2 separate regions of the Sus scrofa genome follow, and region 2 is linked to region 1. A link is a contact called in public promoter capture Hi-C data. All regions are on one chromosome and are shown on one strand. The core of a region is the stretch at or near the end of the contact, and the rest is flanking DNA. Distances in the headings are between cores, read along the strand shown.

Evidence for each region. Promoter capture Hi-C pulls out the DNA fragments that hold promoters and counts their contacts.
Region 2: a promoter capture Hi-C map of liver shows a contact between it and region 1, with 5 times the contacts expected there. The contact joins the promoter of AUH here to the enhancer-like site in region 1. A contact is called at or near these places in 1 of 5 promoter capture datasets (liver), 6 of 47 Hi-C or Micro-C datasets (embryonic fibroblasts, fetal heart ventricle, liver and 1 more) and 2 of 2 datasets of contacts at active chromatin or transcription factors (alveolar macrophages and skeletal muscle).

The regions. Positions count from the first base shown.
Region 1 is chr14:2,403,705-2,407,191 of Sscrofa11.1, forward strand. AUH (methylglutaconyl-CoA hydratase, mitochondrial) reads right to left here. Exons shown (of 8, transcript XM_013990241.2): 6 at 1,354-1,404; 7 at 258-305. Among named protein-coding and RNA genes, the nearest start is that of AUH, 140 kb to the right of the region's middle. Within about 2 kb of position 1,632, at least 14 of the 83 cell types and tissues checked have an H3K27ac peak or open chromatin away from gene starts, as enhancers often do. A contact at or near this core is called in embryonic fibroblasts and liver, where this site is marked.
Region 2 is chr14:2,544,623-2,548,109 of Sscrofa11.1, forward strand. AUH (methylglutaconyl-CoA hydratase, mitochondrial) reads right to left here and starts at 1,707. Exons shown (of 8, transcript XM_013990241.2): 1 at 1,407-1,707. The coding sequence starts at 1,665.

The DNA of each region.
Region 1 (3,487 bases), core at 382-2,881:
CTAGAGAGACAGCTAGAGCACAAATGGTACTAACTTAACTATTCTCGGAGTTTTCTAAATTACATAGAGAAGAGTCATTAGAATGTGGAACAGAATCAGTTGTATGAGCGGGTAATGGTCAAATAGCAGAAACAAGTAATTTCATTTGTCTGATTCCGTAACTGGCATGAGTCTAATCTGCTCAGTGACATAGAAATTACTTCACTTGTACAGAAGGTAAGGGGTATCCTCAATGAATCCATGATTGTATTACATACCTGAGCATAACAAGCTTCTTCTATGGCTAATCCTGTTACTAAATCAACCTGAGGATAAAAATATAATTCATTTCAGCAAGAGCATGGTATAGGTAATATGGTATAGGTAATAGAAATATAAACCGAAATTTAATAACCTTATTCCAAAAGAACAGAATGCTTTGATGTAATACAGCAAGTCAGACGTATGACCAGCTTGAGAAGCTCTAGAACCAGGCTGCCTGGGTTCAAATTCTGATGCTACCACGTGGGAGCTGTGTAACCTGGTTACCCAGGTTATTTAACCTCTCTTGCCTCAGAGAGGTATACCCAAACAAGGGGCTCATTATAGTAGCTACCAAATTGGGTTACTAGGAGGCTCAAATGACTTAATGTAGGTGAAGTCTTTACAAAGTACATAAGATATATAGATATAGATATACACACACACATAAGATGTATATATATACACCCTCATGTAAGGTTTTTGCTATTAGCAAGGGATTTATTGCTAACAAATTCAATCACTTTCAACTGCTCTCAAGACAAGGAAGATATAGTGGCCTCTGGGTCTGCAAGGAAGAGGTAGTTTTCTTCAAAATTCCCATAATTTATCCAACAAACAACTGCTGTAATGAAAAGCCCAATGTAAACAGGTACCTGCACTGCTCCTTGGCCCTGCCTACTTCTCCCCTGGCCTGGGGCCTCCACTCCTTTGGAGCCATCTCTCCAGGGTGACCCCACAGCCCCTTGCAGGGTTTATGTGTGTCTATTTTTCTTATAATCAGATACTGGTGCTGAGAATACACAGAATGCCCTTTTCTTTTGGTTTTCTATGAACTACTAGCCAGCAAATCTGTCTATTAACTCAATGGCAAAAACAACAAGCATATACTGCAGGGCATCAGTGAAACTACTGAATTCTGTGATTATGATACCGAATCAACAAAAGCTAGAAGCAGAATGAAATCACTGTTGTAGCTAAAAAGAACCTCAGTAGCTTTCAGTAACAGTAGCTGTGAAAGAGCTATCATTTAGAACATTAAAAAATAATGGTTCATTTAAGTTAAATCTATACTACCTACTCCAAAAAAGAACTCAAGCTTAAGGTACTCACCTCCATCCCTTGATTAATTGCTAATTTTGCCACTCTTATTGCAACAGGTCCCTAAAATTCAAATTAAAGAAACATATTTTAGTTATTATTTATGCAAACCATGTTGCATATCTCAGTAAAATTCAGAAACTCCCTTTGCTGGATTCATGGCATAGAAGTGACAATGGTTTTAAGACAGTGGATGGAAAACATATTTTAGGGCTCTTACAAGGTCTTAACTAAACAGCAACTCTAACAACCTATTGCATCAGCAGCAGGCTATGCAGATTCCACAGCACAGTGTATATACTTGGGGCGCAGCAGGTGCTGTGTGTCCAGCAGAGGGCTTTGTGTTGTTCAGCAAACCTCCCTGCAAGTTACGTAGGAAAAAGAAAAGGAGCTAGAGTGTTTGACACAAGAACACACCCACCAGTGGTGTGATGGAAACTTGGGCTGGAAATGAGGCTGACACTATTGATTAACATGGGGTTCAGGACAGACAACAGGTCCTACTGTACAGCACAGGGAACTATATATCCACTTTCCTGGGATAAACCATAATGGAAAGGAATTATTTTAAAAAGAGTGTATGTATATATGTGTATAACTAAGTCATTTTGCTGTATGGCAGAAATTAGTATAACACTGTAAATCAACTATACTTTAATAAAAAAAAAAAAAAAAAAACCACAAAACTACACAACACAACACACACGAAAACCAACAAAATAAACAGAAAAACCCCATGGAGGACAGATATCTGTTCCAGGCGGTGGATCTGTATCTTTCTTCCATGAGCGCTGCTAACTAACCACGATGATGATACATTAGTAAAGAAGTGTCCTCCAGGCAGTGCTTCCACATCACACAAAAGCTAGAAGTCCACAAACCTCCTTCAGGATATGTGAGGGCACAGAGGAAAGGACTGGGAGGCCTCCGTGAGAAAGAAAACATTACAGAAAACCACAATCCCTCAGATGGAATGTGGTTACTTGATCACATCTTAAATTCCTAAATATTGTTTATGAGTGTGAATTAGAATTGAATGGCATATTTTAAAGCATCTTTTGGGAGTTCCCTGGTGGTTCAGTGGGTTAAGGATCTGGTATTGTCACTGCCATGGCTCTGGTTACTGCTCTGGAGTGGGTTTGATCCCTGGCCTGGGGGATTTCCATGTGCCGAGAGCTCGGCAAAAAAAAAAAAAAGGAAAAAAAAAAAAAGGTGCATTTTTAAAAAATTAAAATACAAGAGGCTCTAAATAAAAGGCAAAACAAAGGACTCTAATAAGTGAATGCAAAGCGCACTTGGACATGAAAAATGCCATTTTCCCCTATCTAGGGGTTTTCAGTTACCTGAGATATTTAGGCAAGTATCTCAACTAGAATTCTTCCAAATGAGATCTGTATATATGGTACACATACTAGTCTTTTATTTTTAAGATTATTAATTCTTTTTTTTTTTTTAACAGAGTGCTCCTCTCAATAAGAATCTTAGCCATTCACTTTTATCAGACAAGGAAGGTGCTGGTCAAACTTCCCTATGCACACACAAATCCCCAAACCCGTTGTTAAAATGGAGATGCAGGTTCAGGGATCTGGAATGGCCTGGGGACTCCGCACGTCTAAGCTGCTCTCAGAGGCTGCCTGAACTGCTAGTCCACAGATTACACTTTGGGCGACAAGGCTTAGAACACTGAAGAAACAGGAAAATACAAATACTACTACGCATAATGCTTAATTAATTAGCTTCCCTTTCAAAATATAAAGCCAGTGCCTTTTCCATATATACAAACCTTTTTTTCTCAGACGGAAAAATGGAAGTAACGAATAATTCAGAAGTCACCTAGAAACTAATTTTATAGAAGCTTCCTAAGTATTTGGAAGAGTCATCATTCAGTCACAAAGTCTGGAAAAACAGACCATCCCAGCGTCACCAATTCTGTTTTGTAATTTTTGCATGTACTTTCACAGTTACACATTTTCCGAAGTCATCTGACATCTCCAGTCACCTGGGGAAAAATTATTTTTAGCAATTACTGTTCTCAGAGGCGTGTCCTTCAGACGACAGGGACGATGACGTCAGCCTGATTTGCACCGTGGCAGGGTGCAGCTGGATGTCCGATGGGAGGGGAGGAGGTAGCTCTCAGGCGGGGTGA
Region 2 (3,487 bases), core at 457-2,956, 140 kb after region 1:
CAATGCCTTTGTAGCTAAGGTACTGCTGGTACAACGAATGTAAACAAAATTCAAGCAAGACTAAGCTTACCCCAAAGATGGTAGCATTCACGGCTCTAATCACTCCAGGGCCAATCTACTTTCCAGCTGCATGTCTCAATATTCTACCAATCATGCCATAATAATACAGCCACGCTTGCTTTAAGCCATTTCCCCCAAAACACTACACATTTTCACAAGCCATGCCTTTGACCATGCTCTTGTCTCTGTCTGGAATAATAAATAAACACATGAAATAACTCATTATACTCCAGAGCACCCACTATGAGCTAGATACCTAGTGGGCAATTTATATTAACACTCTTATCTAAACTTCACAGCAGCCATACAAAGTTGGTATTATTTCTCCTATTTTACACATAAGATAGTGGAAGCAGAGCAAGTTTGCCTAGGAACCCTCATTAACGTCAAATTCCACTGCAAGAAATCCTAATGACTCCCCATGGACTCCACCAATCTCCCCAAATACAGCTGGGCGTATTACTGCCCTTTGCTCTCAACAAGGCTTTAAATTAGCATAGCCTTTTAACCACCAGCATCTTCCTCGCTAAACTGGTAGCTGCTTAAAGACAGCAAACATGACTTAACTCCTTTTGCACTTTCGCTTAACAGATTATAGGTGCTCAATAACTGCGTGTTAGAATTAAATAACTGCTCTTCTGGTAAACTGCTATTTCCACCTTTCATGATCCATTTAGCTTTTCCCAACGAGGCAAGCCAAAGATAGTGAGCTTCTACAGTAATTCCACCGAAAGGCACACACCCACAATCTTACTCCCACCGCATTGTATTGCTAATGAGTCTGTCTCCTCCCACTGAAGGTAGCTCAAGGGCAAGATCAATACGACTACAATTGTGTTCCCTTAGCAAGTCGCTTGGAAGAACATGACAAGGCTCAAAACTGTTTAACTAAAGTGAAACAGACCACAAAACTAACCAGATAAAATGGACAAAGGGAAAAACTGCTCCAGATGAACAGCTTTAAATTTAAATATGTTCAGCATAATAAAGTGCACTCTCACTGCAGCTTCTAAAACTATCCCTCTGATATCTGAGTTGACAGAAAGCCATTACAGAGCAAGAACAAAATCTGGAAGCAAATATCACACACCCGGTTTATTGACCTTGGCTCGTCTAGAGTTGAGGGCGTAAACTGCGTTTCTGTCTTCGGCGCTGAGTAGGGCCGCTTTTACAGGTTAGCTGCTCCGTAGGACACCTTTAAGCGTGGAGAGCACTAAATAGCTGCAATGCTTCGATGGGGGAGGGGAAGGCCCCCCAGGCCTCTCGGCGGACAAGGACGTCAGCCCGGACACTCGACCTTGCGACCCCTTCCTAGGACCGGCGTCAGCCCGCGTCGCGCCCCTCACCTCGGTTCTCCTCCTCCAGATATCGCACCCGCAGCTCGTCCTCCGTCTTCGCCTCAGAGCTGTAGCCCCTTCGCCAGGCCGCACCCCCGGCCGCGGGCGTCCAGCCCCGAGCCCAGATGGCCGGCCCTACCGGCAGGCCGGTCCAGGAGCCAGGGAGCCTCCACCCGGGGCCGATCCCCGCACAGTAAGCAGCCACCAAGCGGGCGCGGCCTGCCCGCAGGGTACCTAAGGCCCCAGGTACCCCCGCTGCCGCCGCCATGTTCTCTGTTTACGGCGTGGGCCTGCGGTCGCTGCACGCCGCAGGGCACGCCCAGGCCCCGCCCCCGCGTCGCCCCTCCCTGGCCCCGCCCCCGAGGGCTCGCCCCGCCCAACACCGAGGACCTCGTTCCAGATCCTCCTTGCACAGGCCTCCCTTGCCTGACACAGAGTGTAATGCTTTGTCCAGCAAAGGCAGGGTGAAGTAATTCTCCAAGACTGCGCAATGTTTTAGGGTAGAACACATTCTATAAGAACGCCCCGAAGAGAGTCGCCTCCCTACATTCCCTGGGCTATGCCCTCGGGTCATGTGTTCCCTGCAAAAGTGAACTAAGGTTTGGCTGACAGGATGGCAGCTCTGCGAGGGGATCCTGTTTATAACCGGTGTACTCGGTAAGTGTACTTACTCATGCATATAAGAGCCGTGAATTATCAGTTAAAGGTGCCTGTAAACATATGTGATCCTCACCATACGGAGTTCAGGAATGGCTGGAAAACAGTCAAAGAACACAGGGGTCCTTAGCCCGCCATCTCAGGCAGGTGGCACGGCCTTTCCTGAACAGTTTTAAAACTGTGAAGGGAGTTCCCGTCGTGGCGCAGTGGTTAACGAAGCCGACTGGGAACCATGAGGTTGCGGGTTCGGTCCCTGCCCTTGCTCAGTGGGTTGACGATCCGGCGTTGCCGTGAGCTGTGGTGTAGGTTGCAGACGCGGCTCGGATCCCGCGTTGCTGTGGCTCTGGCGTAGGCCGGTGGCTACAGCTCCGATTCGACCCCTGGCCTGGGAACCTCCATGTGCCGCGGGAGCGGCCCAAGAAATAGCAACAATAACAACAACAACAACAACAACAAAAGAGACAAAAAGGCAAAAAAAAAAACAAAAAAACTGTGAAGGTCATCAAAAGTAAGTCTGAGAAACTGTCACAACCAAGAGAAACCTAAATGGCAGCTAAATGTAATGTGCGATCATGGCTTGGATCCTGCAACAGAAAGTGGAACTTAGGCAAAAATGAAGGGAATCCAAATATAGACTTTAGTTCATAACATGTCATTACAGGTTCATAGATTGTAGCAAAGGTACCATATTAATGTAGGAGAGGCTAGGGGTGAGGTTCTACTGGAACCCTGTACTGTGTTCTCACATCTTCTGTAAGTCTAAAAACGGTTATAAGAAATGTTTAGTTATTAGTGCAAAATAAATGATAGATGCCCCAGTTCACGTGGACCCTAATTCAAATCCAGTGAGTCTGTGCTGCCCTGGACTGAGCTGGAAGCCTGCCCTGGACAACTAGTTATTGACACTTCTGGAAGACCTCCAAGCCTCTCACCCAGCCTTCTCCTCCAAGCCACCTGTTTGCCTTCCTCTGCCCCTCATATCCTTTGATGTTCCCTTCCCAGACCCAGGGAAAGCTTGAATGGTGCCTTCCCCACGAGGCCCTAAATCTCTGCTATGAGCACACCTAGAATGAGAATTGGCCATGAAATTCTACAATTTGAAGGCCAACTCCATCGCTCTTTACCTTTCTTAGGCTTCCAAGTTATAGTGTCTCCCTTTTACCTCTCAGACAGAAGAAAAGAGTTCCTGCTTTGTCAGAGCGTCACTGGAAAGCTGTCATTCTAGCCCCCCTTCCTCTTCAGGTCTTGGGGGTTCCTGTTCCTTATACATTTTTTCCAGTCAGTAGGAATTTTATTCTGTCCTCTACAACAGTAAAGGAGTCTAAAAAGAGTTTATTAGCCAGCTGGGGCTGCTGTAGCAGATACCACAGACTGGTCTGAAAATTCAAGATCAAGGTATAAACAGGTTTAGTCTCTTCCTGAGGCCTCTCTCC